Linked DNA regions of Sus scrofa: region 2 is linked to region 1. The links are chromatin contacts, called in public Hi-C maps. All regions are on one chromosome and are shown on one strand. Each heading gives the region's core, a stretch centred on a gene start, on an enhancer-like site or on the middle of the called end of the contact. The rest is flanking DNA. Distances are from core to core; before and after follow the strand shown. Region 1 has its middle 140 kb from the start of SEC61B. Region 2 overlaps LOC106509214 (a long non-coding RNA gene).

Region 1 (7,667 bases), core at 1,333-3,832:
CTGTAACAAAGGCCTTGATATTTGGAGAGCACCATAGTCTGTCACATGCTTACAACCCCACACTCTCAGTCCTCATAGCAACCCCACGCAATGAGTGGTGTTACCCCTTTTCACAGCTGAGGAAACTGGTCAGAGAGGTAAAGTGACTTGCCCAGTGGCAGACAGCTAAGAGGTGGAGATGAAACTTTAACCCAGTTCTTTTGATTCCAGGCCTTTCATCTGAGGATTGTATCTGTGTGGTCCTCATACCTGTACCAAAGGCCAATGTCGGGGTCAGTGAAAAATAGCAGAGGAGCCTGGAAAAAGGAGCATCTGTAAAAGATCAAGAAGTTGCCTTTGTCACCTTGGGTTGCCATAACCAATACCATAGACTGAGTGGCTTAAACAAAAGATGTTTATTTCTTGAAGTTCTGGAGGCTGGCAGTCCAAGATGAGGGTACAAGCATGGTTGGGATCTGATGAGAGCCCTCTTCCTGGTTTGCTATCTTCATGTAGCAGGTAGTGAAAGCAGAGAAAGGAAGCTTTGTTCTGTCTCTTCTTCTAAGGGCAGTAATCCCATCATGTGGGCCCCACCCTCATGACCTAATTACCTCACAAGGGCTCCATCTCCAGATGCCATGCATCAGGGATTAGGCTTTCAACATATGAATCTGAGGGACACAAATATTCAGGCCATAGCAGAAGTAGAGAGCCTTGGAGACTCACTTCATCTGGTGCAATGAACCAAGCACCATGCTAGGCACTGGGGATATGGCATGAACAAGACCACCTAGACCCTGCCCTAAGGGAGTCACAATCCAGTGAGGGAGACCCAAGTTAAAAAAGCAACTCCAACACAGAGTGATAAGTGTTCTGGGAAAGGAACATACAGGCTGTTGGAGCACATGGGAGGGTTCCTCACCCAGACTTGGTACTTGTTCTGTTGATTGATTTTCCAAGTACATGGAACTGACTTAAGATTTGGGGTAGAATTGAAAAAGGAGGTGGTGGCTGTGGGACGAGAGTTTCAGGGATGCTTCCCAGAAGATGCGTACAGCCTTTTAAAGCTAGAGTCTTGAGGAGTGGGTAGGACTTTGATGTGAAAGGATTTGGAGAGGATTTCAGCCTAGGAAAGCGCCTGGTCCCTGGTAGAGGTATGAATGGGAATATGCCCAGTGGACAAAAGCTAATCTCCAGAGTCCTGGTGCAAGGTACCAGGAGACACAGCTGGGAAAGCAGATGGGCAGCAAGTCAGGGCTTCTGAGTCTTTGGCCATGGGGAGCCTTTGCTTTTTGAGTGGGGCAATGACACCATTGGACATGCATCTTGAAAAGGTGGTTTTCAGGGAAGTTTGGATGATATTGGGGAGAAGCTAGAAGGATGGTACCCATGCCAGTGTGTGGGTGAGAGATGATAAGGGCATCAATCCTGAGGCAAGAGCTCAATCAGTGGGGCCGTCACCCTAGATGGCAGAATCCAGAGGGGGCAGAGCCAGAGAGTAAACCCCAATAGTGTATGAGAAAAAGTCGAAGATCCACTTGGTGAAGTGGATCCAAGTGTCAAGCTCAGGGTTAGGGATGAAAAGAAGGAACCAGAGGGCTAGAGCAGGGAAAACAGGGACGCAATGGGAGTGGGGAGGAAGCAAGGGGTGTAAGGGCTCTTGCTAGAAATGGGCCTCAGACCACTAACTCTGTGTGTTCACATGCACCCATGTTTGTGTGTGTGTGTGTGTGTGTGTGTGTGTGTGTGTGGTGTGTGTGGTGAGAGAGAGAGAGAGAGGAGGGGGGAGAGGTTGTCTGTGTGGATATGTGACATATGCAGAAGCATGTGCTGAGCAGGGAGAAGAGATGACCTGGGTTAAATGGTGACAGACCAGGAGGATAATGAGCATCCCCTAAGAGGTTAGATGGCAGACACACAGACAGAAGCACCCACATGGGCCATCACCCCTCAGCCACCTGAATCCAGAGAATGCAGATCAATGAGCTTTCCGCAGAACTGTTCTATTCCCCTTGGTCCTGCCCCAGGATAGCAGCACCCTCAGCCACACCAGCTGTCCAATCTGTCACCCAGCCACCATACCCACTAAGTGATGCGCAAGGCACAGAGAGAAAAACCCAAAGTTGTTTTTTTTTGTTTGGGGTTTTTTTTTTTTTTTAAGATTTGAGTCAAACAGCTTTCTGACACTTCCCACAGGTTTCTAGGGGTTTTGCCCAGCACTCGGGGCTAGGGAAACTGGTTTTTCTCCAGGCTGGTCATTCCAGGGGGTTCCTTTGAAGGCTTCCTGCAGTGTCCAGGAGTAAGCAGCCTCCTGGACAGTGACCATATGCCCTGGTGAGACTCTAGATGAGAATGAGGAGCATTTCAGAGACAATCCTCCCCAGATCCTTTTCAGCTCTGTGATTCCTTCCTTCCTTTCCTCCCCAGCTTGGCTAGAGTTTTCTGCCCAGCAGACTTCTGTGAGAGCATCTTAGAGCAATTCAGCCATCCCACTTCACAGGAGGTGAGCTGACCCCTTGCCGGCCGGTGGGTACTATACCCACAGCCCAGGGCTTTTCTGTCTGCCCTCCCTCCTCTCCTGCTGCTGACGCACTCGTCCTATAATAAGCCTCTGTTACTTGGAGCTGGGGCAGCTCGTAGTAAGCTGAAACCGCTACTATATTTACACTCTTTCCACATTTAGACAAAAGCTATTTTTAACAGAAGGTCTATTTGTGGGGGTTGCCCACGTCACACTCCGTTCACATGCATCTCACCATCCTGAGTCTATTATTTTGATTTCACACTTGTACCAGGTCTCTTACCTTCCCTCCTTCCTTCCATCATTTTGCTTTCATTTTGTCTTTCCCTCTCCAATTTGCGTCCTTTCGTTTCCTAAGAGGAAATGAGAATGAGAGGTCTTTGGCAGGCTGTGTTATCAGAGTTTTTCTGGGGACACCGGGCGCCATCCACACCGGGCAGAGTGGGCAGGGGGCGCTAGGCCTGTGGTTCGATTTCAGTGCCTGCTGGCAGGGGAAGAGCACAGACCCCCATCCCCACGGGCTTGAGAATGGCCTGTTTACTTTAGGCAGGATGCTGGGACAGTTGCAGCCTGGCCTTCCTTCTCCATGGCATTCCAGCTCTGTGCGAGCGTATGTATGTGCTTTTTGGGGGGAGAAGGATGAGCAAGATCAGAAGAAGATAAGCAATGGGTTCATTGTTCATGCAGAGCCTTTTTTTTTTTTTTTCTAGCTTAAAAGTTAATCGTGTCAGACTTCTCTAAGAAGACAGAGTTTTGTATATTTTGAAGAAAGAGGGTTTCATACTTTCTAGGAGAATGATCCACTTACAGGAAGAGGAGGGAAAATCAGTGGAATTAACACATATTAAGTGCCCGCTGTGGTCAAGCACTGTGCAAGCACCGTGGAAACCCGGACCCTGACAATGATGCTGGAGGGGGGGGTCCTGCCACACCCAGCTTACAAGGGAGGAGATTCAGGCCCAGAGAGTCGTGACTGGCTGGCCTAGATTCACCTAGCTTGTCACTGGCTCTGCTGGGACTGAAATCTTGTGTCTGGCTACAAAATGCATGCTAGCGCCAATTCTCACATCTTCCCTACTACTTCCTTCTCACCTCTCAAAACAAAATACAATCTTTATTAATGCTGTTTTTATTATTTTCTTTCTCTGGCTCTGCTCCCCTCCTGACCCCCCACCCCAACTAGAAGAGACCTTTCCCACCTTGGAACCCTTGGCCTTGCTTGTTTCTTTAGATTCTGAGCAGTGACTAATCTGAGACACAGTCACATTGGAATCTAAAAAGAACACTACATGGAGTTCCCATTGTGGCCCTGCAGGTTAAGAACCCAACAAAGTATCTGTGAGGATGCAGGTTTGATCCCTGCCTCAGTGGGTTAAGGATTCAGCATTGACGCGAGCTGCAGAGTAGGTTGCAGATGTGGCGCAGGTAACACATTGCTGTGGCTAAAGCGCGGTTCCACCCCTAGCCTGGGAACTTCCATATGCCACAGGTGCAGCCTTGAAAGAGGAAAAAAACAAAAAACAAAAATCAAAACCCATGTTGTCAAATCCAAATTTATTTCTACCAACAATCAATTTGGTTGTGGCTTCAGAATGAAATATTTTTATTGTATTTCTAAGAGCAAAGCATGCTGAGATTTGCATTCACGTGAGACTGCAGCAGAAACAAAATACAGGGCCAGTTGTAGGACACCCTCTCCTCCTTAGCCCAGCTGTGGGTGGGTGGGTGTCTGTGGGTGTCAGAAATCTCATGGAAACCAAATGCTCCCTGGGTCCCCATCATCAGGACTTTTAAATTGCTCACTCTGGCTCAGACATTTCCTGGAGACTCTGATAAGAGATGGTTGTCTATTTGGTGTCCTAGAGTCAGGAGCCAGGAACCTTGTGGCAAGTAGGGCAAGATACATTGCTTTTATATAATTTGATTTCTTCTTCCTTAAAATGGAGATACTAACGCCGTTTGCCCACTCACCCACTTCACAATTTGCTAGGAAGTTTAAATCAGAGAATTTATGTAACTATGCTGTTGTGAAAGCTGGCAAATGCTTTGAGAATGTTGCTAGTGCTGATGTGTTTGCCATTAGTAAAAATGGGAAGGAGGATTCAGCAAGGCCAAGTGAAATGTTTAAGGTCACACAGCACGTAAGTTGTTGGAATAAGGACTTAATAGCCCTGTTTCACTCTGCAAATGGCTGAAAAGAAATCCCAGTGCCACTGGAAGGCTCAGATGCTGAGCTCTACAATGCTGGGCCAAGTTCAGCCCAGAAATGGGGACACTGATCTGGGATGGGTCCCATTGCTCTCCCCGGCTGACCCTCTCTGCATCTTTGTCCCAGAAGCTTCTCAGGCTTCTCAGCAGTGTGGGTGTCCTGCCTCAGCCAGAGCTGAAATCCCAGAGCAGGGACAGAGAAGCCAGTGTCATGGGGCTTCTGGTTTCAGGATATACTGGAAAGGTGAGAAGGAAGCTTGTCTTCCCATGGATCTGGGCCAGGGCCGGGTGGCAGGGCCTCCCCTGCCAGAAGCTGGGACGTTCCCCAGGTGCCTGGGCATCCCCAGGTCAGCAGAGCTGCCAGCACTTTCCAAAGCATTAGCTTGGGTCAGAAAATAAGTCCTTCAGCCCTTTGTATGGACCAGATGCTTTGTGCTTCAGACAAAACCTGCCCCAGAATCTACAGTCTTGGCAAGCACTTATGTTCCCTCAGTTTAGGGGCTAGTTTGTGGACTAGAAAGTAAAGCCCCATGCACCTGCTTCTTGGAGGATTTGATGAGACCTCTTTATATGCTGTACCTCCACACCTCAACCTCCATGACTTTGACCTTTATGTCGCTGCAGCTTCCCCCCACCCCAACTACCACCTTGCCTCCCCACCCCCAACCCTTGCCAAAATCCCACCCGTTTTTGAGGCCTGGTACAGGTATTACTCCCTCTGTGAAATCTGTTCTGTCCTCCTCCCAGTTGGGAATAATGATGAAAGCCCCTTCTCTGGGCTCTCACAGAATTTTGTGAGCATGGTAGTACATTCCAGCTGGTTTGCACTGGAATTTCCTGAACACCCAGCCTAGAACAGAGTAGCTGCCCTGTTGGTCTGTGGGACTCAAGTCAGGCTTAGTTTTCATCCTTTCTCTTGAAGGGTAGAGCAGAGCCCTGGGCTGGAGGCCTGTAGATGGTTGAGTAGACACTGTGGTATCTACCCTGTTCCCCTTTTCAGGGCCTGTGCATCCCCACACACACCCCGGATGCTCTGAGTGTGACCTGCTTGCCTTTTCCTGACTCACAGCTACCGTCTTTCTTGGGAGAGCTGCCCTCAGGAAACAGGAGTTGCCTCTCCAGTAGGTTACCCACCCTGCCTCAACAACCACCAGCACAGGGCTGACTAAGTGACACAGGGATCTGAAAGGTTGGTGCCTGCCTCTGTAGGGGACACTGTGGCCTAGCGCTTTAGGCTCCAGAGTGCCAGTCCCACTTCCAACCTCCTCTTCAAGGACTAGGCCAAGGCCACTGTTTACCTGAGACCATAGCTTAGAGCTCTGAAAGTCTCATATCCTAGTCCAATCCCTCAGTTTAGGGCAAACAAAGCTGATTGGTTGGCCTAGACTGGGGTGCCGGATTTAGGAAACAAAAATACAGGATTTCCAGTTAAATTCGCATTTCAGATCAACAAAGCGCACATTTTTGGTATAATTACGTCCGATGCAATATTTAGAGCTCCTTGTAGTAAAAAATTGCTCACTGTTTATCTAAAATTCAAATTTAACTGGACACTCTGTATTTTACCTGGTAGCCCCACCCTCAACCAGATCTGTGCTTGTTCCTTTCTCCTCCATATCCTGCTTCTCTATCTCCCTCCCTTGCAGGTTTTTCCCTCTATAAACCAGGGGACCTAACACCCTTTCTCAGCCTCGGCTCCTAAGGAACCTGACCTAAGACTGTCATTGCTCCTTGGGCATCTGCAGTGGCCTGGAAAGGCCCTCCATTCCCCCTGCACTTTGCAGAACACATCTCTTTAGCCCAGTCTGTTGTCACTGGATGGGCAGAGCAGGCCTGAGGAGAGTCTCTGAGTAACCCTGGTGGATGCCGCTACCTCTGACTACCTTCATACAGGACTGGCTTCCTGGAAAACTCAGGAAGACAGGGCATCCAGAAGTCCTTGTGACCACAGGACTTTAAGGAGATGTCTTTAATCCATCCATGACAGAGACAGGGTTGGTGACTTAATAGCTGAGCCTAGATTTTATACTCTGGAACATGAAAACCAGATGAAATGACATCAGAGCATGTTCTAGCTGTGACCTAGTGAGATTTGGAGTTTTCATAAGCCTGACCTTTGTGTTTAATTTATAAAGTAGTGAGCTTCCTATCATTCGGAGGGAGGGGAGGCATTTATCTACCTGCCTATGGCAGATAATTTACATCCATCATCCCCTTTAATCAAACACTGGGGTGTTCAGCAGAGGCAGGATGACAGCTTGGGAGGGTGTGCCAGCCTCTGAGGGGCTGGACTGGAATGACGCAATGGTCTCCCCAGATCTGAGATTCCAGGATTCAGTGGAAACACTGACATCCTAACATTGACAATAAGCCTGTGGCCACTCTGATACCTAGGAATTTGGCAAATGGTTCCAGGACAATGTCCCAGATTTCTTCTACACTTTTCAGAACTGCAAACACTCCCAGACCAACCAGAGGGCCAACTGCTCTCCAGAGACGGGAGGGAGGTGAGAACTGACCCATAAGTCCTCCAAACACAGGAGGCAGAGTCATGCCTTCCTTCCTCCTGCCAGTCACCACGCTGTGCATGCTGTCCCCTCTTCTCGGGAGGCTCGAGTCAGCCATAGACCATGGTCGAGACGTGCTCAGCTGCCAGCCCCAGAGCTGTTTGGCTGAAGGAACTGGCTCTCTGTTCTCTCTCCCACGACTGTCAGAAGGACACCCAGAAGCCCTTGTTTTGTATATAAACCCCATCATGGAGTCTTTGTCCACAACCACATAATCATAGGGCTGGAGGAGCTTGCAGGGCACCTCGTCCAGTCCTTAGCAGACCTGCAAGCAGAGCCACCTCAAAAACACCCCTGCCAGGTGCCTCTGCCTGACACCTTGAAGGCCAAGAGCTTGCTCCCAGCTGGCACCACCCTTGCTTTTGTCGAGCTCCTCAGCCATTAGAAGGTGT
Region 2 (7,667 bases), core at 2,289-4,788, 190 kb before region 1:
GTTGAGCCCCCAAAGTAGCATAAGAACTTCTGGAACAATAGTTTACATTTATATAGCTTTATGATCGTCACAGTCTATTCACTGACAAAAATTAATTTCATCTCTAGTTAACAGAGATTCTCTCAATATTACGCCTACTAGTGCTACTACTATTGATAACAATATGAAGTGGTTTCATAGCACTTTCCGTGTGCAGGTTCTGTTTCTATGCACTTCGTTATTTCATTTAATCCTCATAACAAGGAATTACATGACCCCAAGAGTGAGCAATTCCTTAAGTTTTGTGCCCTGCTTCCTCCCCTTCCTTACCCTAACCCCAGCAGGACTTGGGTGTCAGTAACACAAGGAGGAGGGTTTGGGGGCACCCAGTGTGGGGAGTCTCAGGCAGAAAGTCTGGTCCTAGCAGAGTCCAGCCTCACTGCTGGTGCTAGTATCAGCCAGCCTGGAGTTTTGTCGTCAGGGTCGGAAAAGCAGGAGACCATGGCTACAGTGGGCAGCACGGTGGAGAGCCGGACCATGGGGCTGGGAGCCAGGCTCCTATGTGTATGGCCACTGGTGGGAGCCCCATGCAGTGTTTCATTTCTGGACCTCAGTTTCCTCCTCTACACAATCAGCGTTGAGATCCCTGTCTCCCCAGGTTCAGTGTGATGATGGCAGTGACATTTTCTGATGGACAGTAAAGTACGGACACAGCAGGAGTTGGGGAGAGACTAGCCAAGTGGGTATGAGGGGCCTGGAGTCAAGCTCATCCCCACGCAACTTCCCCTTTCTGGGGAAGATTTCGTATCTCATTAAGGAGGATGAAACAACTCCGCTTGATGATGGTGGCTGTCCTTCATGTCCACAATGAGGAGATTTGCTCCCATCCTACCAGCCAAGCCCACAGGCAGCCAGAAGCCAGAAAGAGCATGGCCTTCAAATCAGTCACGGCTCTGCCCTCATGATGAACACCTCTTCCAACTCAGTCACAGGGAAATGTCTCTTTCTGTACAAATCTGAGCTGTGTCCCCGCCAGCCTACCCCATCACCCACACTTCCCTTGGGTCTTGAAACATGCCACTTCCTCAAGACTCAGAGGCCCACCTTAGGAAGTGTGTGATCCATGTTGATAGCTAGCTAGGAGGCTAATTGAAAATATTTTGGAGTTTGCATGTTAGCTCTGTCAAATCAAGTAAAAAATCATTCTTATCTACCACAACCAGCAGTTATGCAAATCTGCCAATGGCATTAATTAAAGGACTTCCTTACTTCTCAGAGCATTTATCATAAATAAGAAACAGGAACATTCAAGGGCCTATTTCATTCTTTCCAGCAGCCAGAGCCCCATCTGAATTAATGTCATATGTGGGGAGTCTGCCCTGGAGGCTGGGGGCGGGGATTGGATTCCTGGTGGGCAGATACTCGAGTTCCGAATTTGTGCAGCACTGTATGTTTACCAGGTGTCAGCTTAGGTGGGACAGGCCATCCCCCAAGTGAATCTTTACACGTCTCACATCGTCACGTGAGATGTCCAGCCTCATCCTGACCGTTGTGATGGGCAGAGTGGATGCTGTCTGCAGAACAGTTTTACATCCATGCATCTACTATCCTTTGTGATCTTCACAACAGCTTTGTGATGTTTGTTATTATCCTTGTATTGCAGATGAGAACATTTGGACAGGGGCAACCAAAAAATTTTTTAAAATATTTTAGGCTGTAAGGTCTCTATTATGATTCTAAGCTCTGCCACTGTAGCACGAATGCAGAGATAGACACCGAACAAATAAAAGTACGTGGCTGTGTCCGAACAAAACTTTATTTACAGAAACAGGTGGTGGGCCTTGGTTTGCTGACCTCTGCTATAAAGCACTCAGATCGTAGTAGGGAAAAGATACCTTTGGTAAATAGAAAATCTTAATGAGAGGATTTGTTTTAATCTCAATAAACATTACTGAGCATCTGCTGTATGTCTAGCACTGTGAGGGAGACCTAGGTAAATCATAGATAAGTCAAGGAGCACATGTTATGGTGGGGAAATATTTATATGAATTCACGTCACTGTCTTGAAATGCCCATTAGAAGAGGCAGATGGGACTCAGAATTCAGAATCTGGAACATCAGGGAGCTTTCTGAAGGAGGTTACATGTTAGCTGGGCTTTGAACAACTAGGCTGGAACATAAAGCCTTGTCCATGGGAGTGTACTTGGTGGAGGGTCAGTAGGGTCTTGCTTCCCCTCATTCTTCTCCTCCCACCAATAGAGACCAAGTATGTTCACAGTCAGTGCCCAAATGAGGGCCCTTGTAGAACAGGTACGGTGGTGAAAGACCACTCAGGATAGTGATCAAGGCATTTTATATGGCAAGAGCAGATCCAATTTAGGCCATGCAGGAGCCAGCTGGACTGAGACAGGTAGTTACAGGCAGCAAAGAAAGAGAAGTTGGGGTGAAGGGTGTCTCATGGCACTGAGTCACAGGGAGGGGGCTGCAGCTGTGTGGAACCTTAGGTTGCAAGTCATAATGCTGTGGCTACAACCCCTGACTCTGGGTTCTGGGCCTGGGGAGTTCCCACACCAACCACAATAAGGATGACCTCACTTTGGGCTAGTGCCTGTGGTGCTTTAAATCACAAGGCACCTTCACAACCATCTCTTTATCTCTTTATCTTTGCAACAAATCCTATGCTATAACCCCCATTTTACAGGTAGAGAAACTGAGGCTCAGAATAATGTACTGCTGTGCCTAAGAATTTGAAGCTAGATCTTTGTAACCTGGAAACTAATGCTTTTCTCCCTGTTCTCTACTGTTCCATAGTACATGTACCAAGTGTTAGTGATAGAAGAGTAAGAGGTTAAGAAAATATAGGTCAAAATCCAAATCAGGAGGTCCTGTCGTGGCGCAGTGGTTAACGAATCTGACTAGGAACCAGGAGGTTGCGGGTTTGATCCCTGCCCTTGCTCAGTGGGTTAAGGATCCGGCGTTACCGTGAGCTGTGATGTAGGTTGCAGACGAGGCTCAGATCCTGCATTGCTGTGGCTCTGGCATAGGCCGGCAGCTACAGCTCCAATTGGACCCCTAGCCTGGGAACCTCCATATGCCGCAGGAGCGGCCCAAGAAATAGAAAACAGACAAAAAAAAAAAAAAAATCCAAATGAAGAAAGGCCAATCTAGTGGACATAGGGCTCAAAAGAGTGCCATGGTAGGGAGACAAACTCCCACTGATCAGAAGCTCTGGGTACCCCTGAAACATGCTTTTATTCTTGCCCAGTTGATGGCAAGGACAGAATGATTCAGCTCCAGACTCTCCTGACACTCTCAGAGCACATCCCCACCCAGTGGCTGCCAGCTGGGAGGCCTGGGGGTGCTTTTCGGCTCTGCCCCCTTTGCTTCCTTGCTTTATTCTCAGCCTGCGCTCTCTGGCTTCTAGCTCTTTCCAACCAGCACCTTTGGATTAATTATTTCTTTGGGCAGTTTTTCAAGGATTTGACATCCACAGCCAGGCCTCAGTGTCTATCCAGAGGACTGCATGCCTAGGCCTCACAATCATGCTGAGCCCCCGATGTCTATTTTTAACCTCCTCTCTAATTGGGGTCATGCACACAGTCTCAGTGAGACACTGCCAAACCTAGGAGAAGACTCTCGTCATACAAGAGAAAATTGTGTTTCTTTATGAGAACAGAGCCCTGACGATATAATAAATAAATTGATAATTTCTATGACTTCCTTTGAAGACTAAACAAACATACTCAGCATTGTACATGTGGTTTAAGCCATGATTTTTAAAAAGCAAATATTTAAGAGATACCACGGTTTATTTGGCTCTGTTTTTGCATTTCTTCTTTTTATTTAAATCACCAAAAGCTTCAAACATAGACATGGCCAGGAATTTTCTTGACCCCGAGGAGCCCTGGTATTCCAACACCCCAGTTTCCCGAGGCTAGGAATTGGATGGAGAAGTCTTCCCCTTGCCTTCTGTCCAGATCTTGGTTAACAGAACAGCTCTCAGTTCAGTCTCCCAAGTTAGAGCCCCCTCTTCAGTGGGTGCTTCTGCCCACACTACCGCTGCCTTCATCTGGTCTTCTTCACTTTCTCTTGGACTGTTACTTAAACATTCTGGAACGTGATCTTTCTGTTACCAGTTTCTTCCCAAGCACTCCATTTTCCACACTGCTCTTAGAATGATCTCTATAAAAAGCAAATCTAATCATGGCTAGAAAACCTCAGTACCTTGGTTTTACTCCCAGCTTAGTTGGGGTGGGGGTTTCTATGCTGCTTTCGTCACCCATGGTGACTTCTTTCACATCAGAACATGGCCTGGGGCGGGGAGGGACAGGGTGGTGCAAGACACAGCAGCCACCCCCAGTCCCAGAGAAGAGAAGCAACTAACCTGATCCCATCCCCATGTTCCCCTCCCCAGCCTGCCCCGCCAGCCTTCACCAGACCTCCACAATGGACAGTGGTGACATTCGACAAGGTTCTGTCCCAGATCTGAGAAGGGACAAATAGTATCAGACACGAAATCTGGATACCGATCCCTTGTTCTTTTATGTCACACAAGGGGGCCTTAGGTCCTCCTGGAAGATGTCTCCCTTCTGATGATGGATTCCCATCTCTGTGGGGTATCCTTCCCCACGGAATTTCTTCTTCAGCTCTGCAGTGTGGGGTCCTCACTGCAGTCTTCTGCCCAAGAGTCTATTCTGTCTCTCTTTCTGATCCTCTAAATGTGAGTGACACCTCAGGTTTCAGTGAGTCCCACAGCAAGACACGGGGGTGGCTCTGATCCCCTGGGTGACGATGAGTCCATAGTTCCAGCTCAGATTATCTCCACTGAGAGCAGTGGCTAATTTCTTTGCATGGTTACATGAGGCAGATATGCCTCATCCAGGCAGCGGAGGGTTTTTGGTCTGTTTTTAAAATGAGTCAACCGCATTGGAAGTCCTGCAAAGGAAAGGATTTTCCCTTCCATTAGCATATTTTGGCCTTGTCTCTTTAGGAACATAGGTGTCCTCACTATTATGTCTGGTTTCAACTAACAAGCCTGGCTTTCCTTGTAAAGAAGCCAGGCTAGCTCTAAGTGGCTGCTTTCTTTGCTACCAGGAAAGGCGAGCATGGTTCCAATACACATCTGATAGAAGGAGGTCACAAAGTGGTTCAGCAAAGCATCCTGAACTCCTGCTGTGATGAACTTCTGTCTATCTGCATTAGGTTCCTAGGGCCGCTGAGACAAATTACCACAGACTTGGTGTCTTAAAACAACAAAAATATACTCTCTTGTAGTGTTAGAAGCCAAAAGTCTGAAATCAAGGTTGGCAGGCCCACGCTTGCTCAGAAGGCTCTGGGAGAGAATCCTTCCCGCTTCCATGGCTCCAGGCACACCTTTCTGTGATGGCATCCCTCCCATCTCTGCCTCCATCTTTGTATCTTTCCCCTCAGTTCTGTCTCAAATTTCCCTCTGTCTCTCTCTCATAAGGACACATGTCCTAATAATCCAGGATAATCCACGTCATCTCTAGATTAATTATGCCAGCAAAGACCTCTTTTTCCAGATGAGATCATATTCACAGGTTCCAGATGTTAGGATCATGGACCTATTATTTGGGAGCTCCTGCTCAACCACTGCACTGTTTCAAGGCATACCAAGCAAGTCCTTTCACTGTTGTGTCTTTACATAGGTTTCTCTGCCTTCTATCTTTGATGTCCTTCACTGTTCTGCAAACTCATTTGCACCTTAAAGTAAAAGCTCAGACATCCCTCACACACAAAGCCTTCCCCTCCAGGAGGTACTGGCCCCTGTCACCTGTTCTCTCCTTTAAGACCCTTCAGCACCTGCTCACTTGCCTGCAAGGCATCTACCAGCTCCAGTCTGGGAGATGAAGCCAGTGAGACAGGTGAGTGCCATGCCAGGTAGGGAGTGAATCATCCTACTGAAACCGCTCAGTTCAAGGTCACTGAGGACTTTCATTTTGCTAAATCTGCTGGTCACTTCGCTTCCTTTTTTTTTTTTTTTTTCCACGAAGCTGCCTAGCAACTCTTGACACAGTTAACCAATTGCTCCCTTCTTCTTGATCACTTTCTTTTCCTCTCACCCCGCAGGCCATGATTTCTTAATACCTTTTGCTGGTCCCTCCTCCACTGTTGAACCTCTGGAAATTGGAGTGCTCTAGGACTCTGCTATTCCCTCTTTTTATTCCCTCTTTTTAATCCCTTCTCCCCCAGAATTTCATGGCTGCAAGTAATAGTTACATATGCCAATGACATTTAAATCTATGTTTAGCCTAAACTGTCTGTTTACCTCTGGATTTGTATATCCAGCTATTGACTTGACATTTTCACTTGACTGTCTAGTGGGTATTTTACACGTAATATATTCAAAGCAAAACACTTGTTTTCTCCCAACTTTGTTCCCTTCATAACCCTGTTCAGAATGGCACTGCCATTTACTCAATTGCTCAAGCCAAAAATTCAGTCATCATTGATGATTTTCCCCTATGTCCTATGTCAAATAAATCAGAAAGTACTAGGAGCTCTATCTCTAAGCTCTGTCTTGAGTATTCCTATGTATTTTATTTTCTACTGCTACTGTTCCACCTTACTTCTCTTGCCTCAGCTCTCACTGTTTTTTCTTTAGTCATATCTTCCAGCCTCCTGGGCCTTCTTTGTGTTCTGAAGATAGCCATGCTCATTTCCACCTTTGGGTTTCCTCCTTCTTTTGTCTGAAATGCTCTTCTTTTAGATCTTGGCACAATTTCCTTCTCATCTCTAAGGCCTTGGTTCAAATGTGACTTAACCACCAAAGTAGCCCTAAACCCACATCACTTTCTGTCCCAAGACCTATTTTTATTTTTTTTCTATTAATACGGTATCTGAATTCATCTTGTCTATTTGTTTTTACTAGATTAATGTCGTCTCCTCTCTCTAGACAAACAGATATTTGCCTGCCTTGATCACTCACCATACCTAGAGAAGTGGCTGGCACCTGCTAACAATTGAATAAATGCAACTCGTGGAATAAATGAGTAAGTATTTTAGAACAATCACTCTGGTGACAATTTGGAAAACAGACATGAATGGAAGAAAGTTCTCTCTGGCTAGAGTGTACAGTATAGATTGAACTTAGAAACCCCAGAGTCACTTGGAATAACAGTCCTTGTAGGATGTTTGATGAGGTGAATTCAGTATGATTATAGCCTAGAAATAAATTGGAAGATTTCTTCATTGATTCTGACAAGTGGGTTTCTTTCCCTGTGCTGTTGCCTTTGAGTAGTGAAAATGTGGCTAAAACAGTCTTCTGTACTTGGATGGCTGACACAACAAGTGTGTGAAAGTGGAATCAGATACTTTTCCTGTGGCAGCTCCTGACCCCCAAATCATGGACAATTGCTGTGGGGAGAGTTCCCTGAGAGTGTCGTCTGGTAGTGAGGACTCAAGGGGAACAAGCCTGCAGTGGGGTGTGCTGTGCTCCTTGAATCAGAGGTCCTTTTGGCTGGCCTAGTGGTGGATAATGTGGGGACAGTGCTTTTCTTCCCATCTCTTCATCATTGCACAAAGGAGCACACAGAGATTCACAGAAAAGGGGTTAGCCAGGCTCTGTAACTCGAGGATTCTCCTTTCTCCCTTTATCCCAGAGCCTGAGTTCTCTTGCACTCTATTCAAAGTGCGGTGGAAATAGAATGGATGCTTAGAAAAGTGGA

What was found. Hi-C and Micro-C count contacts between places; a contact is called where the count stands out from the background.
Region 2: a contact with region 1 is called in a Hi-C map of fetal heart ventricle, with 2.2 times the contacts expected there. The contact joins two enhancer-like sites. A contact is called at or near these places in 2 of 47 Hi-C or Micro-C datasets (fetal heart ventricle and skeletal muscle) and 1 of 2 datasets of contacts at active chromatin or transcription factors (skeletal muscle).

Annotation. Positions count from the first base shown.
Region 1 is chr1:241,125,191-241,132,857 of Sscrofa11.1, reverse strand. No RefSeq gene overlaps it. Among named protein-coding and RNA genes, the nearest start is that of SEC61B, 140 kb to the right of the region's middle. Within about 2 kb of position 2,582, at least 22 of the 83 cell types and tissues checked have an H3K27ac peak or open chromatin away from gene starts, as enhancers often do.
Region 2 is chr1:241,315,347-241,323,013 of Sscrofa11.1, reverse strand. LOC106509214 (a long non-coding RNA gene) reads left to right here. Exons shown (of 6, transcript XR_002336987.1): 4 at 6,896-6,992. Among named protein-coding and RNA genes, the nearest start is that of NR4A3, 250 kb to the left of the region's middle. Within about 2 kb of position 3,538, at least 2 of the 83 cell types and tissues checked have an H3K27ac peak or open chromatin away from gene starts, as enhancers often do.